Regions from separate parts of the Sus scrofa genome. Here region 1 is linked to region 2. Evidence: chromatin contacts called from public Hi-C data. All regions are on one chromosome and are shown on one strand. The core of a region is the stretch at or near the end of the contact, and the rest is flanking DNA. Distances in the headings are between cores, read along the strand shown. Region 1 holds the start of GTF2E2 (general transcription factor IIE subunit 2). Region 2 holds the start of UBXN8 (UBX domain protein 8).

Region 1 (4,222 bases), core at 1,323-3,822, 77 kb before region 2:
CCTGGGAACCTCTATATACCACCAGTGCAGCCCTAAAAAGCAAAATAAATAAATAAATAAATACAAACACTGATAAGAAATAATCAGAGGAGTTTCCCTGTGGCACAACAGGTTAAAGATCCAACATTGTCACTGCAGCAACAGTGGCACAGGTTCGATCCCTGACCCAGGAACTTCTACTAGGCATGGCCAAAAAGAAAGAAAAAGAAATAATCAGAGTAAACTTCAGTTAAGGAAGGAAGGATCACTGGCCCTAGACCTTGAATCAAAGACATGCCTTCTCCCCTCAATTCTTTTGTGTGTTTTTTTGCTGTTGTTGTCTTTTTAGGGCCAAACCTGTGGCACATGGAGGTTCCCAGGCTAGGGGTTGAATCAGAGCTGTATCTGCCGCCTACACCACAGCCACAGCAATGAGGGGATCAGAGCCTCGTTTGCGACCTACACCACAGCTCACGGCAATGCCGGATCCTTAACCCACTGTGCCAGGCCAGGGATGGAACCTGCGTCCTCATGGATACTAGTCAGATTCATTTCCTCTGAAACGATAGAAACTCCTCCCCTGAGTTCTAATCCCTAACAGCAACATGACCTGGGGCAAGCCACTAGAACTCTCTAAATCCAACATTACCATAAGTAAAATGAAGATACTACCAGTGCTTTCTACATCTAGCCCAACTGTAGGAATAAAATGAGAAAATGTTTGTGAAAGCTATTGTTCAAATAGTAGAGTTATAAATATATGTTATTTCAGTACTACTGTTTTGAGGTGAATCTGAAAAGAAATGACAGACCTGTAATACTGGGGTGAGGAAGCTAAAGGGACAGTCTTGGGGTAGGGAAAGTGTGAGAAGAAGAAAGAATTCCCAAGTGATAAGGCAGGGGCAACATCTGTACCTGTTTATTTCTCCTTGTAAACGATAATTAATCCAGGTTTTTGTAGTGATTTTAACAGATTTAAATAAAGGCCTCACAGTTCACATAAACCTAAATGCTTACAGCATTTGACCCTCACAACTTTATAACAGGTATTTTGTTTTATTCCTTTTTCTTTTTTTTTTTTTTGTCTTTTTAGGGCCACACCTACAGCATATGGAGGTTCCCAGGCTGGGAGTTGAACTGGAGCCATAGCTGCTGGTAAACACCACAGCCACCGCAACTCGGGATCCGAGGTGCATCTTCGACCTACACCACAGCTCAGTGCAACGCCAGATCCTTAACCCCCTGAGTGAGGCCAGAGATTGAACCTGCATCCTCATGGATACTAGTCAGATTGGTTTCCGCTGAGCCATGATGGGAACTCTGCTTTATTCCTATTTTAACACGTAAAATCTGAAGTGAAAAGAGGACATGATTAAGGTCACACAGCTGAAAGAACAGAACCAGGAATGGAACTACTGTGGTTCCCCAATCAGGTGTTCCTTACTCCAGACCTGAAATGATGGTATATGGCCTCCAAAACAAAGACGACCTGTGTGGTATGGGTAACGTTTAATGGCACCTGGAACAGAAGGCTTAATATCTTCCACCATCATATGCTCCATCTAACTTTTGCTCCTTTTTTTCAGACTACTCAGTATCTATAGGGTTTGACATGTACTGAACTGTGTGGCAGACAGGAGACATCACCCTGACCATTTTACATTAAACAATACAAAAAAAACAACATGGCCACAACTGAGTTCACGTGTTCTTCCACTGAGACGCCAAAAACGAATGAAAATCTGCTGGCTCCAAAGCCCACATTCTTTCCACTTTTTCATTTGACGTCAACTTTTCTACTTTTCCTCTCTTGCCTCTTTGCCTGGTGCCAACATGGCTATGAATAGCCGGCAAGCTGAGAACACAGACTGCTTACCTCTTAAATAACAGAAATGTTGAGGCGAACGGCAAAAAAAAAGTACAGCAGCGATTTGTTTTGGAAAACAAACTTTGCAAAAACAACTATTACAACTCTAAGTTTAGAAATCCTTCCAAACAATGTCTCCCAAAGGCAGGTGGAAAAAGAAAAAAAAAAAAAAAGTCCGTGAAGGGGCCTGAAATCACAGCCTTTAGTTAGCCGGACAACGTGGTTCCCCAAACTCCACACGCCGGGATGGTGCAGCTACTGCTAATATGAACTTGAAGGCTAAGCAGAGGCACAATCGGCTCTCAGATTCGAATTTCCCCTCTTTCCAACCCAAAAGTTTTCTCAGTGAACCCCCAGCCTAAAAGACAATGCTCCCGAGAAGTTATTACCGGGTTTAAGATCTTCGCGGAGGGAAGGGCAGCTCCAGCCTCCCGCGTGGTGGGAGACCCGCTCACCCCCGGGAGGAGGCGGCCCGCGGGAACAACAGGCCGGGGTTCTGCGCCCCTCACACAGCCGCCGCAGCACCCACCTGAGCCAGGAGGGCCGTCCCACACGCCTCCGCCGCGACCAGCCACCCACGCCCGCTTGGCCGCCGCTTCCTGTTCGTCGTCAGCGCCCCCGCCCGCACGCCCGCCCAGCGCTGCCCCGCCAGGTCGGGGTCCTAGCACTGGCGGCGGCGGCGGCGGCGTCCGAGGAGGCGACTCGGCCCCGGGCTCCGCCCGCCACTTCCTGATCTTACGGCTCTGAACTCAGTCCCGGCAGCCACCGCGGCGGCGCGGCGGCCGCAGAGAACGCGCGTGCGTCATCACGTGCCCCGCCTGGGTAGAGCTGAGGGGGTCAACCAGCTGGGGCGTCCCGGATCTCCTTGACAGCCCGAGAGAGGCTGGGGGCGGGACTTTGATGGGAGTACTGAAGACGCTGCCAAGAGGGAAGAAATTTTTCTTTTACAGGAGTAGAAATATGAAGCTAATAGATCCTCCTGCAGCGTGCGCTGGGATCTGCTCAATTCGAGTGACGACGAGAGTTTTCAAGTTATTGTCTACAGGTGTTCTGTGACTTTACATCAAATGCCAATCACCATCACCTAAACGTCAAAAGAACATTGACGTTTTACAAGCGAGGAAGCAAGAAAGCAAGTGAAACTAAATGGTGTGCTCAAGACAGCACAGCTAGCAAAGGCAAATCCTGTCCTGAAGTCCAGTTTCCGAACTCCTAACCACTACCCCTGTGAACCCTCTTAGAAAAGGATTTTGGATTGAGACGCAGCATAAAGGGGTAGAAATAAAGCGACGAAAAAGATTGGCTTTGTGCACAGCCAGCAATGTGTTTGCGGTGTCAGATTTTCTGTAACTCTCCTTTCCTAACTCTTATAACCTGAAGCCAGTACCCAACTGTTCTGTGGCTGTCCTTTAACTGGTTACTCCTCACCTTACTTAACCTGTTTCAGTTTTCTCATCTGGTAAATGGGAATAACAATTGTCCTAGCACAATGGGTTACTTGCATTGGACTCTTGGGAAGATTGAATGAGATAATACGTAAATTTTTTTATTTTTTATTTATTTATTTATTTATTTTTGTCTTTTGAGGGCCGCATCCATGGCACATGGAAGTTCCCAGGCTAAGGGTCAACTCAGAGCTACACCACAGCCGCAGCACCTCAGCATCTGATCTGTGACTAAGACCTTCACCACAGCTCACCGCAATGCTGGATCCTTAACCCACAGAGCAAGGCCAGGGATGGAACCGCGTCCTCATGGATACCAGTTGGGTTCGTCAACCACTGAGCCACGGCGGGAACTCCGAGATAATATGCAAATTTTTATTCAAAACTTGGGAATAGGAGTTCCCATTTGTGGCTCAGTAGAAATGAAAATAAAGCCAAAAGATGATTGTGTGGCTTTTTTTTTTTTTTTTTTTTTTTGTCTTTTCTTGGGCCGTTCTCGCGGCATATGGAGGTTCCCAGGCTAGGGGTCTAATCGGAGCTGTAGCCACTGGCCTATGCCAGAGCCACAGCAACGCGGGATCCGAGCCACGTCTGCGACCCACACCACAGCTCACAGCAACGCTGGATCCTTAACCCACTGAGCAAGGCCAGGGATCAAACCCACAACCTCATGGTTCCCAGTCGGATTCGTTAAACACTGCACCAAGACAGGAACTCCGATTGTGTGGCCTTCTTAAAATTGATTTCATGCTAGAGGATTTTGTAATAAATGCACTTGCATCTGACACCCTCAGGAATGTAACTTCATTTGGATAACAATTTATTAGGACTCAGAGGGTTCATAACCCAGGAGAGTCAGAGATTGGTGGAAAAAAAAAGAAAACTGATAAGGTATAATAAGGAGAAGGAGCAGTCATTCATAGCAAAAGAT
Region 2 (4,518 bases), core at 530-3,029:
CAAATGAAAACGTTTTAATGAGTCAATGTAATTAATTGTTTAATTGGTATGTCACATAATTTATAGTACTTTACCCAGATCGATTTTGAGATTGTGCACTCATAGTCTGCACCTTGAATTCTAGGATAACGTTCTTAGCCTATATACCAAGCCAAGCTCCCTTGGTCCTGGCTCCAACCTACTTCTACACTCTTCCATTCAAAGTTGAAATTGCAATATTTTAACTGTTGGTAGTTCCTCTACATTCATAGTTTGTCAAACTTCAAATCTCTTGCCCTTTTCCCCAATTCCTAACCTTTACAAAATAATTTAGACACGATTTCCTTTGGGAAAGCCTTTCCCCAAGCCCTCACTTGGGTACATAGCTCCCTGTGTACCTCTCACAGCACACAAGCGCTGTATTTTTCTCTTTACAGGGCTGTCTTTCCCACGAACTGAGTTTCTCAAGGACAAAACTTACACATACTTGAGTCTCTATGAGTTCTACAGTGCCAGGCAAATTGTGGAGCTAAATAAATGTTAGCTGAACTAAACTGAAGGGTGAGGCAGAACTGATGGAAGGGTCACAAAACCAACTTTCAAAGCACGAAAACTTTTATTTTATTTTAGGGCTGCGTCCCAGGCATATGGAAGTTCCCACGCTAGGGGTCCAATTGGAGCTACAGCTGCTGGCCTACACCACAGCCACAGCAACGCAGGATCCCAGCCAGGTCTGCGACCTACACCAAAGCTCAAGGGAAGGCTGGATTCCTGACCCACTGAGTGAGGCCAGGGATCAGAACCAGATACTAGTCGGATTATGATGGCAACTCCCACGAAATCTTTTTTTTTTTGTCTTTTTGCTATTTCTTTGGGCCGCTTCTGCAGCATATGGAGGTTCCCAGGCTAGGGGTCTAATCGGAGCGGATCCGAGCCGCGTCTGCAACCTACACCACAGCTCAAGGCAACGCGGGATCGTTAACCCACTGAGCAAGGGCAGGGACCGAACCCGCAACTTCATGGTTCCTAGTCGGATTCGTTAACCACTGCGAAATCTCCCTCACGAAATCTTTTAAGAGATCTCTGTAGCTTACACGCATCGGGGTTGGCAGAAACGCCAAAGAGATGAGTCATAGGATGGCAATGAGGTCACAGAACTGGGAGGCCGTGTTAAGTCATTAACAGTAACACCTGCTAGCAAAACTGATAAGGAGCGGAGCAAGGGGTAGCGGGTCTCCATAATTAGGTGCCAGGCCTCACTTTTGAGTCATCTTCCCGTCGGAACCAGAGACCGAGGAAGGTGCCGGGGACCGTTTGGAAGATAAGGAAGGTTCTTCGGCAGAAAGTGGTGCTCAACAGCTCTGACTCAAAAGTCCACAATCACCCACTACAGACATAGGCCAAGGGCACAGGCTGCCTCCTTGTAGTATCAGCTGCCCCTATCCTTTCTCCTCTGTTTCATTTTACTCTTTAGAGTTCTTTCTTACAATCTCTACAGTCTGACAGCCGAAGGGGCAGGGGCTGCCCGCCTCGAAGGAGCCCAAGTTTTGCTTTCACAGGACTTGGCTGGGCGGGTGCCAGCGAGGCCGTCTCCCCTGGACCTCACGTGACGTCGGGAGGTGACCTACACTTGTTTTCAGGTTACAGATTATGAGTTCAAAAGCCTGGGTTTATCTCAGTCTCACCAACGAAACAGCTTTAGGGTCCAGCGCTTTCCTGGAATTCCTCCCTTAGAAAGGATCCACTCCACCTTCCAAGGGAGGCGTAATCAGAAGGGGCGGAGCTTCCGCCAGGAAGCAGCGCTTCCGCCGCTATGGTTTCTCTTGGGGTGGTTGGCATTTTCCTCCTCTCTGCTCTCCCCCTCTTGTGTCTGGAGCTCCGGCGTGGGGTCCCAGATCTAGGTAAGTGCTGGCTTTTGCCTCCTGGCGTTCACACCTGGTAACAGTCTCACGAACACTACGTGCAATTTCCCGGCCGCGTCTCCTCTGGGCGGCTTTGACTACGATGCCCAGGCTGCACCGCGCCTGCCTTCCTCTTCCCCCGCGGGGTTCCTGGTGGAGCGAGACTTTTGCCGTCCTGGGGAGGCAAACTCTTGGCGGAAAAGTGCCCCTCCAGATCTGGTGAAGTTTTGCGGGTAATGGGACAGAGGCCGAAAGCACAGGAGCAAGCATATACTTGACTTTCACATTGTGTTGAGTGCTCAAAAGGAAATAAACAAGCTGATGTAGGCCTTCTGAAGAATTTAAGAGACTTAAATGATAAGGAGCCACACGTTTGAAAAGCGAGGGCGGGAGGTGGAGGGAGCGGGATGACATTCCAGACAAAAGGAATTGTGACTTGAAGGAAAAGGATGAAGACCTTTGAGGCTGGATTAAAGAGACTAGTAGAGAGAGTGGCGCATGATAATAGCATTCATTGAACGCTTATTGTAAACTAGACTCTTAAGTCGTGGTTATTATCTCCTCTAAATTGGTTTACAAACTTTGAGGATGCGCACTGCTCTAACCTATTTTACAGTGGAAACAGATATAGGGAGGTTAAGGGACTTCCCTAAGGTTTTAAAAAGTCTGGATTCTTTGTGGACAAGTGTTTTGCAAGGAAGGTATAGCGGAAGCAGTGAGGCAAATTAGGTTTCTGTTGTTCTTGGCAGATTTGACTATAGGGTGTCTCTCTTCTCTCTCCCCTTTTTTTTTTCTTTTTTTCCTTTCTGGGGCTACACCTGTGGCTTTAGTAAGTTCTTGGGCTAGGGGTCAAATCGAAGGTACAGCAACTGTTGGCATACCTCTACCTGGTGTCTTTTGAGAATTATAAAATAAAACTAAAAATTCCTAGAGGATAGAAACCATTTTTATTCCAACTTCTTATCCAGGATCCCTCATCATTAACAAATTGTATTACACACAGTAGGTACTTGTTACATTTTTTGCTGATTAATTTTCATCTTGGCTCTCAAAATCATACAAAACCAAGTACTGAATTTTCCCTTTTTTGGGCAGATATGTATATAGTAATTTTATTTACAAATGACAGAATAAACATTGAGAACTAGAGAAGTACACAGTTGCATAACTTAACTGTGAGAAATAAGAATTTGTGTTCAGTGGGAGTGACTGATTTTAAATAGAATTTGATAAGATGATACATACCATCATGATTTAGTTCCCAATTAATGTGGATAATTTTCTTTCCTTCTTGGGGCAGAAGGAAAACCAAGATTTCTGCATTATTGATAGTCATATATTTATAATGTAGCCATTCACTTATATTCCTGAAAGATGTTCTAGAATCATTTTTTGAAAACTTGTTCTGGTAATGACAGTCGTGATGAATTTTGGCACCACAGGAAAATTATATGAAATATTATAAGACAGTTGCATACCTTAACTTTTATTATTATATTGTTCTGGTACAAATAATCTGCTAATATATTAGTACTTATTATTAGTTCCAAGAAAAATTGTTTTAAATTTTAATTGTAATTTTTTTAACCTTGTTAAGGAATCAAAGATCTTATTTTGCTATGTGGCCGGATTTTCTTACTGCTTGCTCTTCTTACATTAATTATTTCGGTGGCTACCTCATGGATTAACTCGTTTAAATCTACCCAAGTTTATCTGAAAGGTAAGTTTATAGTTTATGCTACTCTTTTAGAGTTTTCTACTGAAATTTCTTTCCTTTATTTATTCTAGAACTTGGCAAAATGAGAACTATTTTACCATTACTTTTTGCTGTGTAATTTCAAGGATAGTAGTCATTACTTTAGTTACGATTTCAAATGGGCTATAAATTGCAATATTATGAGAAATTGTACATTTTTATTATATATACATTTGAAACTATCATTTCTAACTGATATTCTGCAAATTCTCTTGTTTGTTTTTGTTTTTGTTTTCTTTTTTTGGCCACCCCGAGGCACATGGAGTTCCTGGGCCAGGGATCAGGTCTAGGCCACAGTTGCAATCTATACTGCAGATGAGGCAATGCCAGATCCTTGAACCCACTATGCCGGCCAGGGATCAAACCCGAGACTTGGTGCTGCAGAGACACTGCTGACCCCATTGCACCACAGCAGGAACTCCAAATTCTCTAATTTTAAATTGCCTCTGTGTTAATGGAGCACTAACTGCTATTTGGTACTTAGAGCTTATAAACTATTCGACAGATGGTAAATGTATCTACTGTTAAGAGTTAAAGAAAATTTGGAGTACTTTTGTAGTGTAGTGGGTTAAGGATCAGGCCACTGCTGTGGTGCAGGTTTGATCCCTGGTCCAGGATCTTCCATATGCTGCTGGCACACCAGGAAAAAAAAAAGAGTTAAAGATAATTTATTTTTTATTACATTCTGGTAGTTTTTATTTTCACACTTAATATATAGTTAAGCATTCTTAATTTTAGGAAATCATGCTTGTTCTTATTTTCATTTTGTTTTTTGTAAGTAAAAGTTTGTGTTACAGACCTTTTAGAACAATATTGTAATTCACCTCAGGACAGATAAATCTTAAAAGTAATGACTACATTCTTATATCCTATTAGAAAGAA

The links. Hi-C and Micro-C count contacts between places; a contact is called where the count stands out from the background.
Region 1: a Hi-C map of skeletal muscle shows a contact between it and region 2, with 8 times the contacts expected there. The contact joins the promoter of GTF2E2 here to the promoter of UBXN8 in region 2. A contact is called at or near these places in 1 of 5 promoter capture datasets (liver), 8 of 47 Hi-C or Micro-C datasets (fetal heart ventricle, heart right ventricle, liver and 2 more) and 2 of 2 datasets of contacts at active chromatin or transcription factors (alveolar macrophages and skeletal muscle).

The regions. Positions count from the first base shown.
Region 1 is chr15:54,442,830-54,447,051 of Sscrofa11.1, reverse strand. GTF2E2 (general transcription factor IIE subunit 2) reads right to left here and starts at 2,572. Exons shown (of 9, transcript NM_001244861.1): 1 at 2,376-2,572.
Region 2 is chr15:54,364,871-54,369,388 of Sscrofa11.1, reverse strand. It overlaps UBXN8 (UBX domain protein 8), which reads left to right and starts at 1,779. Exons shown (of 8, transcript NM_001244745.1): 1 at 1,779-1,880; 2 at 3,478-3,600. The coding sequence starts at 1,793.